Regions from separate parts of the Mus musculus genome. Here regions 1 and 3 are each linked to region 2. A link is a contact called in public Hi-C and HiChIP or PLAC-seq data. All regions are on one chromosome and are shown on one strand. Each heading gives the region's core, a stretch centred on a gene start, on an enhancer-like site or on the middle of the called end of the contact. The rest is flanking DNA. Distances are from core to core; before and after follow the strand shown. Region 1 has its middle 54 kb from the start of Cst10. Region 2 holds the start of Pygb (brain glycogen phosphorylase). Region 3 holds the start of Fam110a (family with sequence similarity 110, member A).

Region 1 (4,891 bases), core at 636-3,135, 1.4 Mb before region 2:
CTTCTTAAAATAAATAATTGGTTTGGTGCCCAGATTCCGCTGAGACTAGTCTGTGCAGGTGAGAGTGTGGACTACAGAAGCTAACAGCTTCTGGGACAGGCAGAAGCCACAGACCTTCTGAAGCAGACCCCATTTCAGGCTCCAGACATCCAGGCACCTTCCCTGCCAGAGCAGAGGTGTCCACACCGCACAGGAAGGCTTTGCCACAGCACCTGGGGGAGCCATCCTGGTTTCCGGATCCCACCAAGACTAGTCTGCATAGGTGAGAGTTTGGACTACAGAAGCTACACAGATTCTGGGACAAGCCCAGTTTCGGGCCTTCATCTTCTGCCAGGATGCAGGTCCAAGTGCCAGATATCTGTCCACCTGCCCTGCAAGAGGAGAGCTGGTGAGGATGTGGAGAAAGAGGAACACTCCTCCATTGTTGGTGGGATTGCAAGCTTGTATAACCGCTCTGGAAATCAGTCTGTTGGTTCCTTGGAAAATTGGACATAGTACTACTGGAGAATCCTGCAATACCTCTCCTGGGCATATATCCAGAAGATGTTCCAACTGGTAAGAAGGACACATGCTCCACTATGTTCATAGCAGCCTTATTTATAATAGCCAGAAGCTGGAAAGAACCCAGATGCCCCTCAACAGAGGAATGGATACAGAAAATGTGGTACATTTTCACAATAGAGTACTACTCAGCTATTAAAATGAATGATTTTATGAAATTCCTAGGCAAATGGATGGACCTGTAGGGCACCATCCTGAGTGAGGTAACCCAATCACAAAAGAACTCACACAATATGTACTCACTGATAAGTGGATATTAGCCCAGAAACTTAGAATACCCAAGATATAAGATACAATTTGTGAAACACATGAAACTCAAGAAGAATGAAGACCAAAGTGTGGACACTTTGCCCCTTCTTAGAATTGGAAACAAAACACCCATGGAAGGAGTTATAGAGACACAATTTGGAGCTGAGACAAAAGAATGGACCATCTAGAGACTGCCATATCCGGGGATCCATCCCATAATCAGTTTCCAAATGCTAACACCATTGCATGCACTAGCAAGATTTTGCTGAAAGGACCCAGATATAGCTGTCTCTTGTTTGCCTATGTCGGGGCCTAGCAAACACAGAAGTGGATGCTCACAGTCAGCTATTGGATGGATCACAGGGCCCCCAATGGAGGAGTTAGAGAAAGTAACCAAGGAGTTAATGGGATCTGCAACCCTATAGGTAGAACAACAATATGAACTACCCAGTACCCCCCAGAGCTCGTGTCTCTAGCTGCATTTGTATCAGAAGATGGCCTAGTCGGCCATCTTGGAAAGAGAGGCCCATTGCTCATGCAAACTTTATATGCCTCAGTACAGGGGAACGCCAGGGCCAAGAAGTGGGAGTGGGTGGGTGGGGGAGTGGGTCAGGGAGCGTGTGGGGGACTTTTGGGATAGCATTGGAAATTAAATGAAATAAATACCTAATAAAAATAAAATTAAAAAAGTAATGAAAATAAATAAATAAATAAAATTTTAAAAATTCTGTCAATAACTAATAATTCAGAGATAACAATTGGGGCCTCCTCCACTCTTCTAAATTACTTAAGGTGTTCATCTCATGATAAATATCTATAATTGTTTTGAATTAATGCATTTTGCTGTCCTTTATTGCATCTTCCTGCTTTTACACACTACCTGCTCAATACTTGTCAATGTCTCCTGGCCCACAAAGGGGCAGTAACTCAAGATTCTGCAGGGCATGTTCTGAATCCACAGTCAAATGATTTGCAAGACCCAGAAGAACTGCTGATAATCCTTTCAGAACTAGTCCCCAGGATGAACTGCACCTGGAACTTACACATATGACCACCAGATGGCACCCTTGATCTTCTCATGAACCCCTGTCTCCAGATCTCACAATCCATCTCACCTCGACGTATGAGAAGCAATCGGGGTTTACTGTAAATGGTGGAGCTTTGCTATATAACATGCCCTGGTGACTTCTTACAGTCACAGAAGGTATCTGTCTAAATATCTGCCAGTGCTTCTCTGGGATAACTGGTGATACTAGGCTTCAATAACCATAGCATGTATTTGCAGATGGCAGTACCCTCCCCTACCACAACTTCTTTCTTTTCCTAGATCCACCAGGAAGTCCTCAATGAGAACTTTCAGTAAATGTAAGTAGTGTAAAATTAACCACAGTGAAAGACAGGAACTTCTCAGAGTAGCAGAGAGAGAGAGAGAGAGAGAGAGAGATCATAGTTTACATTTTTTCAAAACCTCATATTCCCTTGCAGAAACTGCTTATAAAATGCTGCTTTTATGTTTAGAGTTCTCCCTAAAAGCTATGTGACAAAGCACTTATTTCCCAGTGCTTTTCCACAGCACTTGGTAGTTCTGCTAATCAATGTTAATGTTTTCCAATTGTCCTCAGTACGACAATTATGTGTGCCCTTTGTGAGAACAAAGTGGGGTATTTCCACGTTTGTTAGGATCTCTTGTCCCTGTCTTGGAGTATGAGTCACCTATCTATACATTTCCTTTCATCTGGAGATTTCAGCTGATCTAATCACGACAAATATGGTGTTCAGTTGGTTTATGGAGTTAACTATCATTTCAAACTTCTAGTGTTCTGGGCATATGGTATTTCTATATAACAGAGTGTAGTGGAAGAGTCAGAATAAGAAAGAAGAGAAGCTGTTCTAAAGACAGAAAGTATGAAAAAGCCACAGAAATCCACACTGAATATGACCAGGATTGCTGAAAAGTCTAGAGAAAGGGAGAAGAAAAGAACAGTAACAAAAGTAGCCAAAACATTCTTGAAAAATGTCAGGAGTAGTACCACATAGCTTCTGGTCTCACTGTTACAGGTGCATAACTGAAGTCAGTAATATTTCCAGGTTATTATGCCCTGGAACAAAGATTTGAACTGAGGCACATGGATAGTAACAGAAAGGGAAACAGACAAGGAAGATGTTCACTTAAGGAGAAAAACAATTCCAAGTTCACACTATACCAGAACTGGAGAGAGACCAAAGCACATAAATGATTAATAAAAACAGAATTTCTGAGTCCCTTGTTCTGAAGATGTTCCCTATAAGGCTAAGTTTCCATAACCCTATTCTCTTCACCTTCACCAACTGTGGGTCTCTGTGATAATTGCAATCTACTGTATAAAGAAGCTTCTCTGAGCACAGTTGAGAGATGCACTAAACTGTTCTGCAAATTGAATTCAGATCCTCATTCTTTTAAAGCAAGCATTTTATTGACTAAGCCATCTTTCCAGAATCATATATATTCATTTCAATTAGGAAGTAAATAACTGCCTGGGAGTTTAATGTATCACTTAAGTCCCCAAATTTTTCCAACTTTATATACTAACGTGAGTTCAGTGTCTTAAAGGCATAATAATTCTGTGCTAATATCCACTTATCAGTGAAAGGAAAGGGAATAGCATTTGAAATGTAAATGAAGAAAATATATAATAAAAAGGATTTTAAAAGTTATAATAATTCATTATATGTTGTATGAAAAGTGGAAAGTGTCTGCTATGATGGTTTGAATGATATATGTCCTCCTTAGGATGTCGTATCTAAACTCGTTGTTGGTACTGTTTGGGAAAGGGTATAACATCACAGGAAGAAGCATAATATTTAGAGTTGACATGGAGAAGTCATATGCTTGTCTGTTTTGAGTTCACTTGTTCTGCTTCATGTGTGCAGAAGGTGTGATCTCTCAGCTTCCAACACCTGCCTCCATACATGTTGTTTAGAGCCAAATGTTCTTTCCACAGAAGTGTCTAATATCTCTGGATCACTAAGTCCAAATTAACTCTCTCTTTCTTAAGTCACTTTGGGTGACAGTATCATAACAACAGAAATATAACCAAAACAGAAGTCAGTACCAAGAGTAGGAACAGAACCTGACTGTATAGTTTTTCTGAAGTAAGTGGAAGACCTTGACACTTTGGACTAGAAAAGTGTTTTGATGCTTTGAGCAAAATTATCAGACCATTCTGATAGGAACCTAAAACATAGTAGTGCTGAGAGCAAAGTGCACTGAAGACTACCAGCTCAAGAGGTTTAAGATTTGAACAATATTAACAATTAAGCTAGAGGCCATTCCTGTGCTGTTTTATTAAATAATTTGGCTACCATCTACCCCTGTCCAAAGAACTTGGCTGAAGATAAAGAGGAAATGGGGCCTACACATTACAGCCTGTGTGCCTCCCAGGAGATCCTCAGTAACCAAAGACACAGGTGAAAATCTTGCCCAAATATGCACACCAGCTGGGATAACCAGGGACCCAGCTGATATGGGACAGACCCCCTCCCCATCCCCTGAGCTCCACTTTTCTTCTGATCTGCTTTCTACTTGAGTCAGATCAGCTGACTGATACCTGCCCACACACTGAAGCCTGCATGCCACCCAGGAGGTCCTCAGTAATCAAACACAGATCCAAGGTGATATAGAACCCACCCACCCTGCCTAGGTCTGCCTTCCTCTGGACCTCTTTTCCACCCAGGCCATATCAGCACCCATACCCTTCCCAGACCTACAGCCTATCTGCCTCTCAGGAGGTCTTCAGTAACCAGGGACATAGAAGACCAGTTCTAACCAAAGTCAAAAGAGGCCCAACCTAACCAGAGACAGTATTGCCTGCTTCCAAGGAGACAAGCTCTACCTGCCTCCAAAGAGGATGGCTCCAGTCAGAGGAACACAAACCATTTAACATCAGAACCAGAGTGCCAGAGGCAAGCACAAGATCATAAGTGACAAAACCTGATGCAATTTGGAACCATCAGAACTGAGTTCTATCACCACAATATGCCCTGGATACCCCAACACACCTGAAAAGTAAGATAATAACATAAAATCCAATCTCATGAAGAT
Region 2 (5,116 bases), core at 1,622-4,121:
TTTGATGGAATTGAAAGCCAGGGCAAACACAGCTGAGAAGACTGAGGTGAGGGGAAGCAACTGGGCTGGGAGACTGGGTGGGTTATATGGTTGTGAACAATAGACTGTGATTTAAATCTTTGTCTCCTCCAAAACTCGTGTTGAGACCATGGAGGAACACTGCTTGTTCTCTGTGACTCACCCAGCTTTCCCTTCTATACAACCCAGGACCATCTGCCCAAGACTGGGGCCACCCACAGTGGGTTGAGACTTCCCACATGGAGTATTAATCAAGATGACTCCCACGCTGGCTTTCAGACCAATCTGATGGTGGCATACTCACAATTGAGGTTCCACCTCCCAGGTGACTGTAGCTTTCACCAAGCTGGTAAAAATTAACCAGAACAATGAGGGAGGCCTTCCATGTCACCAGGTCACTCCAAATTCGGGTCTTCATTTAACCAGGTCCAGCCACTTATCTTCATTTCTTGAAAGGTCTGGTCTGTGGTTATTTAACACTTGGCTGACCAGCATAGAGAAGCCGGCAGTATTGCCTGGAATTTGGGGAGCTTCAGTTTTCTCCACTTCTGAGTTAACAACTGTAGAGAGTACAGATCGTCAGAGGAATAGGGTCAGTTCCCCTATTCCATGCCAAAGTAGCTGAACCTTCCCCACATATTAGGTATATAATCTCAGTCAGATCAGAAAAGTCTTTGAACAACTGTTTTGAAGCAGGTCAGCCAGTGTTGAGATTACAGGCATGGCTAGCTCTTTGGAAACCTGTAGTCTGTTCCCCTGGACTGTGGAAGTGTCATGAGGGCACATACACTGAGAAGACTTCTGAACTGCCAAATCACTCTCAAGGAGGTTCCATTAATCAGAGTCCCCAGCCTCCAGCCTAGCAGGAGCCCCACAGCCCTGCCATCAGGGGCTGAAATTTGATCTTGCTGACTTGAGAATCCCAAGGAAAAAGTGTGGAATGAATTCCAAATCAGAGCAAGAGTAGGGGAAAACATTCCAGTGTGTTGTCTCCCAAGAAGTCTGCCACTGAGTAGAGGTTGAGGTAAATTAACTTTGGAATCATCAAACCAGGAACAACTTAATTTGCCTTTTCTAGAACTGGCACTGGAATGCAGGGTATCCATTGTGCAAACCACACTATTACTGAGCTACACCTCCAGTCCTACACCTGGACTTTTATGACATCCCCTGTGGCAACCTTTATCTCCATAAGCAGGACCGTCTGCATCCCCATCAGCTAACCTAAAGAGGCAAATGAAGGCAAGTCACTGACCTCACTATGTGGGGAAAGCGTCTCCACAACAAGGGAAGGCAGTTCTTCTGGGGCCAAGGGAGTTTACAGGAGGCAGCACTGTATATCGATGACCAGAGGGTCTCATCCCAGAGCTCCCTGGGAAAGAGTGCCAAGCGGCAGCTTTGAAAGCTGCTCCCCACATATGGTGAAGGGTTATGTGTCTCTGTCAGAGAGGCTGATCTCTAGCTATAGGGTATTCCTTCAAAAACTATATATATTCATGTATGAATGTATGTCTGTATAATTTTATGATAGCTTGGTGTCTGGTTATGTAGGAGTCAATTGGATTAAAGTTTTACTTAGGTAGGTTGAGTCCTGCCTTGTTAAAAAAAAAAAAAAAAAAAAAAAACCACCCACCCTTTATCTGGAAAACAAACATTTGCCAAAACTGCCTGAAGGGAAGGTTGTCACAGAGGACTAAGGTCATGCTGAACCTCCTCTTACAGTTTGCTAAGAGAAAAGTTCTTTTACAGTCCAAGACTACTGTTATTTGCAATTCCTGTATGCCTTTTTATTGCTACCTGCCTGATACATATTATTGAAATTATAATGTATTCTTATATAAAACCATTTGTTTCTGCAATTTATGTTGCTGTAAACACTCCTAACTAAACTCCCTTAATGATTAAGGGATTCAGAGACCACTCTGAGATGGTCCCCTAGGCAGGCAGTGTTGCCTCCTGACCTATAAACGGTAAGAAATTTGGGCTGGCCTAAACCCTTTCAGAACCTCAGCTTGCTTCCCTGCTCACCAATGAAATGTTTCTCCTTCTTCTCCTTGTGCATGGCTGACTTCTTTCTGGATGGAATTTTTCTTTAACAACCAGAAAGGTTGTGATTGATAGTAGCCTCTGCCCATCCTTGGAGAGAATGCTGTATACTTAATTTGCAGCAGATTTTTTGTGTTTGTCACTGCAGCCTAGACTGGCGATTTGTATTTTGAGGAGTTCCATGCAGTTTGTTCTCCAGAGCTGAAGTGGTGTCATGGAGGCACAAACATTGATATGACTTATGAATTTTTAGTTTTTGCACAAACAACGTTTTTTTCTTGCGTGTGTTTTCAGAACCACCTGTCAGCTTGGCGACGAGTCCCAGCAGGTATTGGGGGCTGTCTGTCAAGCGTGTGCACACTTCTCTGAACGTTTAACAGAGCTCAGCTACACCTGAGCACCCAATGCAGTCCTAAAAAGGGCATCTGGTGATTCTGTGCAGAGCCAGTCCCTGCAGCCCCGGAAACTCCAGGAAGTCCCTGAATGGCAAGAGTTTGCCTTCCAGTGTGGCAGGCGCAGCCACTGGTTCGGTTTCTACTTTTGCCTCATAAAAGTGGTAAATCTTAGGTATGGGGAAGCTGCAGTCCGGTTTTTCCAGCCCCAGACACACCAGTAAAGGAATAAACCATTTCCCCTCGAGCGTCCACGTTCTCTTCCCGGCTGAAACAGCCTGATTGACGGGCTCTTTCTCCGAGGCTCCGCCTCCAGATCAGCCCACGCCCATCCACAGGGCCCGGCCCTCTCGCAAAGCGCAGGCGCAATCCGTATGAGCCGGCCTCCGCTGCAGTCCTTGGCGCCAGAGACACCGCAGCATCCCAGCGCTAGAGTCTTCTCTGCTCGCTCCAGGGCCGTACCCTGTCCTCTGCCTCTTCTGGCGCCATGGCGAAGCCGTTGACGGACAGTGAGAGGCAGAAGCAGATCAGCGTGCGTGGCATCGCGGGGCTGGGCGACGTGGCCGAGGTGCGGAAGAGCTTCAACAGACACCTGCATTTCACGCTGGTCAAGGACCGCAATGTGGCCACGCCCCGCGACTACTTCTTCGCTCTGGCACACACAGTTCGCGACCACCTAGTGGGCCGCTGGATCCGCACGCAGCAGCATTACTATGAGCGGGACCCCAAGGTGAGCAGCCCGCCCTCCCTGGGAGGGAGACCGAGCCCAGGGCAGGGCGGGTCCCGCCCCCCCCCCCCTCCCAAGTATCGCCCACGGGCCTGGTCCCTGTTGCACCACGGTCACCTGCGACCAATGAAGAGACAGTAGAGTTATGCATCCTCCTTCGAAGGACCGGTGCATACCCTCTCTTTCGGGTTTCGTTTTAATTGAGACCCATCCCCCTGCTCCCCGGCCCGCAGTCCCCAGTCCCTAAGTATGGCTTTGAGTGGCCCCTTGTCTTCCACCGCAGTCAGTCCCCCACCGGTACGTTGTCTGGAATCTGGCTGTATGGAGCCAGGCCTCTGCCCACGGCGGAGTTGCGCATCCCAGAGAAGTGCTCTAGGGGTCTGCTCTTGCCGGCGGATTTTCCGGCTGTTTTCCAGCTGTGGACTTCCGAGATGGCTTCAGAGTTCATGCTTCCTCTACTCCCCCACTCCCCTCCCCCTTTTGTTTTTCTGCAGCCCCGAGCGAAGAAGATGGGGGACTGGAACTAGATCCGGTAGTTTTATGAGTCGGAAAGGGGTGAGATCAGTAATCTGCAGGGAATTGCCCCGCCCCGTGCTCCCCACCCTACCCCCTACTCCGAGACTGATGAGAAGAAAATCACTTGTAATGCCTGCCTGAAACAGGAGAGGGTCCGAAACTCAAAGATGGAATCCTCGTGGGGAAGGCTGCCTTTGAGGTTTCCACCTTGACAAAACTTGTTAGCAAGTTGCTTTAGAAGTTGTAGCATTTTTTCTGTTTTGCAAACCTTTATTCTTAGTAGGAAAACAAAATACACTGAACGGAGCCTTTGACAGTTCTCACCACCCCAACCCCCAAAACTTCTCAGCTCTGTCTGCTGGACTGCTAACTCTGTGCAATTAAGCTGGCTTCAAACCCACGGAAACCCACCAGCCTCTGCCTCCAGAGTGCTGGGATTATTAAGGCGTGTGCCAGCTCCACCAGGTCCCCCAGTCCTCCTTATTCTGTTCCGTTTATGTTTCCAGGTAATTGCTGTTCCTAAATACACAGGTATGCATATTTGTATGCTGCACAATTTTGTGGCTTTTATTTCATCCGAAACCATTTGTGGCTTCACTCATAAACAGGGCTCTGGGTCAGTAATACATACTGGTGCTTTTAAGCTTATGCAGGTATCATATTTTTACACATCCCCTGTTGCAAGAATTTCTCTCTCTCTCTCTCTCTCTCTCTCTCTCTCTCTCTCTCTCTCTCTCTCTGCATTTGGTATGGAGAATTCTGCCTATCTTGTATTAAGACAGAGTGAAAACTAGCAAGGAAAAAACTCTTGCCTATCTGGGGCCAGTTAGTGATGATCTGATTTGCCATAGAAATCTGGGCACCCAGCTGGGCGGTGGTGGCGCACGCCTTTAATCCCCACACTTGGGAGGCAGAGACAGGCAGATTTCTGAGTTCAAGACCAGCCTGGTCTACAGAGTGAGTTCCAGGACAGCCAGGGCTATACAGAGGAACCCTGTCTTGAAAAACAAACAAACAAACAAAAAAAGCCAAAAAAACCAAACCAAACAAACATACAAAAAAGAAATCTGGGCACCCAACAGCTGTCTTAGTGACAGAGCTTTTTAGAGTAATTTTTTTATAGGGCATTAAAGTATATTTGATAATTGCTAAGAGTAAAAATTAATTGCTTTCCAAACTCATTCTGGGGCTTTTTCCCTTCCTGAAATAAAGATGCTGAGGACAGGCTGTTAGAATGCTAGTTGGGCTTCTTCATAGTTAGTATGCAAGGCAGCTTCTAAAGAAGTGGCCCCAAATGGCTAAAACAGGTTATTGCAACAAGGGCTTGGGATCACTGCCAGGGAAACTGGCCAGGAGCAGCGGCTCCCCCAGAATGCCTTGTTAGTAGAAGAGCTGTGTTGCTCAGATTCACTGGTGT
Region 3 (5,031 bases), core at 1,783-4,282, 1.2 Mb after region 2:
GGAACTTGAAGGCAGCAGGCTGAGTGCGGTAAGCGGAATCCAGTGAGACAGCGACTGCACTCTTCTGTGTCCACAGAGTCAAAACACCAGGAGCGGGGTAGGGTGGCAGTGCCGGGGAGTCTGAGGGTGGGAAATGACTGGTTATTGGGTATAGAGTTGTGTACTTCAAAGTGGTGACGCTGGGGCCAGAGACATGGCTTGGGGTGAAAGTGTTTGCCATACAAGCCTCGTGATCCGAGTTCAGTCCCCTGAGGATCCAAGTTCAGTGCCACAGTAGAAGGAGAGAACTGACTCCTTTAAGTGTCCTCTCACAAGCCTGCTGCAGGATACGCATCCATGCATTAAAAGCAGCAATCCCCTCACTTCATAGAGTGGACCGAAATCACAGCTCACACTGCTAAAGTTCTCAGCACGGGGCAAGCATTCTAAGCCCAGGCAGCCGTGTGTCCTCTCTTCCCAGTATAAGGTGGGATTTCTAGGGTTGATCATTTTATGCGATTCTGTACCTCCCACCTGCTTCTCTGTCCTTTCAAAGGAAAGCCGGATCAGGCTCCATAGACAGGGAGGCCTTTGGCTGCTGCAGGAGAGGATCAAGAAGGCTCCAGGCAGTGGGGAAGAGGCAGCCCAGCTGTCCAGGTTGGACGCCCTGCTGGGCATTCTCCAGGGCAGGCCAGGTTCCAAGCTATTTCTGGAGTTTTCACTAGGCTCATGCCCTGGCTTGCCCTGGAGTCAGCCTTGCTCAGAGTAGCTCTGTACAAACCTCAAGGAGTTAGGAGTGGGCTGCCATGGGAGGGGCCAGGATGCCTAGGACAGTGAACTCCTGCGTGAACCACTCCAGCACACACTCTCCACTTAACTCAAACTCTGGGGACTCAGTTTGCACCCTGACAAAAATGGGAACAAAGGCAGACTTGCAGTGAAGGAGGAAGAGAAGGAGAGAGGAGAGACAGAAAGACTAACAAGCAAGGCCTTAGGGAAGGGCCTGCCTGACCCAGGATAGGAAGGTGAGGCTTGAATTAGGCCTGTGGCCACACCCACTTCCTGTCCTGCCTAGGCCTGAACTCCACATGCAGTGTTTTACCCCAGCTCAGAAATGTGAAGAAACTTGCCCAAACTCACACAGCCAATGACAAACCCCAGGCAGGGCAGTGACCTCATAACTTTCTGTAGATGTAATCACTATGTCTGTGTCTTCTCAATTAGTTGGCCCACAGTCAGGGTTCAGGATTGCAAAGCGCATCATGCTATGTGTGTAATTCTCACCCAGACCCTTTGCTAGTCATCTATGTTCCTCTTGGTGCCACAAAAGTATCTAAGGAGTTTCGGATTATTTCCCATCAGTCCTTACTGAGGGCCATTCTGCGTCTGTCCAGTTCTTGCTTGCTGCAAATCACTGAAGCACGGAGGCACCTGTCATTTTGCCTAAAGTGAGGTAGCTGGAGGAGAGAGTGTGTGTGTGTGTGCTCATAACAATGCCTATGCTGGCTCTGCTGGCCAGAGTCCACCTGAGTGACACCACCCTATCCTGCTCCACCCCCAGCACAATACACAGCAAATGGCCAACAGATGTTGGCTTTGATCATCTTGATTCTGCAAGTTTCGGCCACCCTGACATTTTTGTGCCTGTGCTAAGCATCTCATTTGCCCGACACATTCCACTGGGGAAGATAATAAACTGCTTAATAAGACACCTCACGCATAATATGGAACAGACGCTACTGAGAAAAACAGGACACTCGGGGAGAGATCAGGCTACAGGAAGCTAGACGACGTGGAAAGAAATGAGGCAGTGGTGTAACTCATCTAGTAGATTGCTCTCTTAGCACAAACCAAGCCCTGGGTTCTATCCCGAAAATGGCACAGAACTGGTGTGCCAGTGGCACATGCTTGTCATCCGAGGAGGCAGATTTAGGAAGACGGAGAGTTCAAGACCAGCCTGGTCATACATAGTAAGATTGAGGCCAGCTTGGGCCATACAAGAGTTGGAGTAGGGAGCATGACACAAAGACAGATGGACAAGCACAGCTCCCCCAGAGCCAGAATGAGGCTCAGAGGAAGAGTAGTTCCCTTCATAAGAGATCCTCCATCGAGTCGGTGATTCCCTGTGTCAAGGACTGAAGACTTCTGCATAGTTAAGTCTGTGCCTTTGAGCAACAGCCTCAACTTCACAGAACCTCAGATTCCCCACCTACGAAACGAGATCAACAACAGGGGGGTAGGTAAGAGTCCAGCCTAAATTAGATGCTCTACTTGGGAGGGTCTGACCCTGCACCCAACTCTCAAGTCCAGTTCCAGCAACTCTGGCTTAGAGGTACCACACACACACACACACACACACACACACATCCACATGACTTCCAAGGCCTTTGGATCCGCAGTCCTAGGGACTCAACCCTGCCCTGCAGTCCTAGGGACTCAACCCAGGGAGGCCCTCTGAGAGGGCAGCACTGGGAACTGGGACTCTGTAGAACCCTGTAAGGCAGAAAAGTTGCGAATGGGGAGGGAATGGTATATGTCCTGAAGGGGAACTCCAAGGGCCGGTAGGGCACGGGTAGCCTAGCCCTGGGATCCCCTGAGCCACGTCTTCCCAATAAGCCCCTTAAAGAGTAACCCGCGGGGTTCCTCTGATCGGCCAGGAGCGGGAACTGCAGAGTGGGAAAGGGAAACAGCCTGGATCCTTTGCTGGCCCCCTGGGCTGGACACTAGACACGAACTCTCCTCTGTCGACCCCCTGTACTGAGACTCTTGCCCGGGTTAATGCGTGGGCACTGCCCCGGGACCCTCCGCCTCCTACCCCCATGCTCACCTGCAGCCCACGTCCAGAGGAATCCCGCTCCTCGCCGGCTGCCGAGGCTGACAGCTGGTGGTCCCTGCAGACCTGAGAAGGCTACTACGTGTGAAGACCGGCGAGCTCTTCCGAGTGGGACGCCCTGGCTGTCCCACGATTCCCTCCGGGAGAACGTCCCTGGGGCCCCAGAGGAAAGGGAAGTGAGCCCGCCGTCCCCGTTGCTGCAATGGTTCGCCCCGGACTTCCTGATTGGCCCGTCGCTTCCGTTCGAACGGCGCGCCACCCGGGTTGCCAGGCAACATCAGGAGCCGCAGATGCAGCAGGGCGACTGCTGCCCGGAGCCCAGCTGGCCGCTTGGCCTTCCGGCTGCCCAGGCCTTGGCAGACCTTTCTTCTCTTCCAGCTGGACTTCCTCGGTCTCCAGCTGCAAGAGTTACTAGTCCCAAATTTGTTTGCTTGGTTTTGCACAGGCACTAGTACCAATATTTTTGGGGTTTTGAGGCAGGGCCTTCACACATAACTAGCCTAGCCCAGGCTGGCCACAACCTCCTTAGTACTAGGATTATAGGTCTATGCCATACCTAGCTTTCTCTCCCTTCACTTTTTTCTTTGGAGGCAGGGTCTCACCAAGTTGCCCAGGCTGACTCGGAATTCATGCGTTTTGCCCAAGTAGTCCTCACACTTGCTGCCTGACTTAAGTCTCCCCATGAGTTGGTACTAAGTGACCACCCCCCAAACTAGGCCCTACTTCCAACTCAGCAGCTACCTCTCTGTGTGTTTACCCACAATCCTCTCTCCCTCTCTGTTCCCCTAACCTGAAATGGCAAGTCAATCCTCAAACGGGCACACCCGTAGCTCCCACTGTGCTTATCAAAACCAGATCAATTATAGACGTCGATCCTGGGAAAGAAGCTGAATCGAGCTTTCTACATAATTCTTGTCAGGACTCATGACCCAGCTCTGAGGTACCTACCTTCAACGCCGCTTTCCAGCTGGGAATACCATGCATTAACTTACAACGATTAGATTAAACGACATTTAAGAACAATGGGAGAATGCTAAGGAAGTGTCATGTTTTAAGCATACTTCAAAACTCTCTGTACAGCATAGATAGATATTAAATACATAACCATACTATTTAAATAAACATAGCCTATTTACAATAACAAACAGCAACTAATTCCTTTACACTTAAAAGATAATACTTTTATTCATTCATTGAGAATTTAATACATAAACACAGTGTATTTTAGTCGTATTTACCGCACTCTCTCCCCTTAACTCCTCCTACACCCACCCTCTCTTCCTCCTGTTTTTGTTTTTTTAAAAGGCACCAAGTCTAATCTGCTGCAACCCTTTAAAAAACTGACTTTCCTTCCCCCAGAAACATTCAGCTATAACTAACTAGCTCCTCCAGTGGGGGCTCATAGCCTCTCCCCTCTCTGTACTGAAATGTTAACTGGCTTGATCATGTACAGACAACCACAGCTGCTGTGGTTTGCCGGCGCAGTGGCCCTGAAGTGCCCACAAGAGTCTGTTTTACTCTGGTCCTCTCTGACCTCTGGCTCTTACAGTCTTTCCGTCCTGATTTGATACATATTTCACACCGGTGGCAGAGCCCTCCACAGACTCTTATTCCCAGCCCCTCGACCAGTTGTGCTGTCCATGGCACAGAAAACCTTCTCTGATGGCGTCTGTAAGCTGCATTAGTTTTATGGATATAGAGTGAATTTAGAAGGCAGTTTGATAGTGTGACCATTTAGCAAATAATAGCAGTAGGTTCACCCTGGGACCAGTAGGCTCCCTAACCATGGGTTCTTGGCCAGATTTGCAATACCAGACATGCACATCCTCCTGTGGAACAAGCTGTAAGTCCAACCAAAACGCTGTTGGCTACCACGAAAGCATTTGTGCCTTGCTGGTCACTATTGCAGTTCAGAGGATTCACATCTGGGTAAGACTGCTGACATCTCTTCTCTCCCAGCAGCCTACACTGCACCTCTGGCTCTGTGAAAGCTAACCTGCAGGAAAGATGCTGCCTCTCAGCACTTAGCTTCTTATTCATACTTCTGTGACATTTGCAAATTTCCAAGTCTTGAACTGTCACAGAATTTTTTAAACTTTTGTTTGTATGTGTGTGTGTGATGCATTCATACATGTGTATTGCAGGATATTTGATCACACTGTGAACCCCCAGACTGTGTTAGTTACTGAAAAAAAAAATCTGTCTCTAGTTGTGGTGTG

Evidence for each region. A called contact is a pair of places that touch in the nucleus more often than the background predicts. HiChIP or PLAC-seq counts read pairs in DNA pulled down with a chosen protein or histone mark.
Region 1: a contact with region 2 is called in an H3K4me3 HiChIP or PLAC-seq map of pro-B cells, with 6 times the contacts expected there. The contact joins the enhancer-like site here to the promoter of Pygb in region 2. A contact is called at or near these places in 4 of 39 promoter capture datasets (the 3T3-L1 cell line, hippocampal neurons, liver and 1 more), 2 of 484 Hi-C or Micro-C datasets (both in B cells) and 2 of 115 datasets of contacts at active chromatin or transcription factors (large pre-B cells and pro-B cells).
Region 3: a Hi-C map of B cells shows a contact between it and region 2, with 9 read pairs. The contact joins the promoter of Fam110a here to the promoter of Pygb in region 2. A contact is called at or near these places in 2 of 39 promoter capture datasets (embryonic stem cells and pre-B cells), 1 of 484 Hi-C or Micro-C datasets (B cells) and 1 of 115 datasets of contacts at active chromatin or transcription factors (pancreatic cancer cells).

Annotation. Positions count from the first base shown.
Region 1 is chr2:149,348,561-149,353,451 of GRCm38.p6, forward strand. No RefSeq gene overlaps it. Among named protein-coding and RNA genes, the nearest start is that of Cst10, 54 kb to the right of the region's middle. Within about 2 kb of position 1,886, at least 3 of the 459 cell types and tissues checked have an H3K27ac peak or open chromatin away from gene starts, as enhancers often do. A contact at or near this core is called in pro-B cells, where this site is marked.
Region 2 is chr2:150,783,925-150,789,040 of GRCm38.p6, forward strand. Pygb (brain glycogen phosphorylase) reads left to right here and starts at 2,872. Exons shown (of 20, transcript NM_153781.1): 1 at 2,872-3,186. The coding sequence starts at 2,944. It overlaps Gm30141 (a long non-coding RNA gene), which reads right to left and starts at 2,828. Exons shown (of 3, transcript XR_375102.4): 1 at 2,047-2,828; 2 at 323-578.
Region 3 is chr2:151,977,187-151,982,217 of GRCm38.p6, forward strand. It overlaps Fam110a (family with sequence similarity 110, member A), which reads right to left and starts at 3,033. Exons shown (of 2, transcript NM_146127.3): 1 at 2,807-3,033.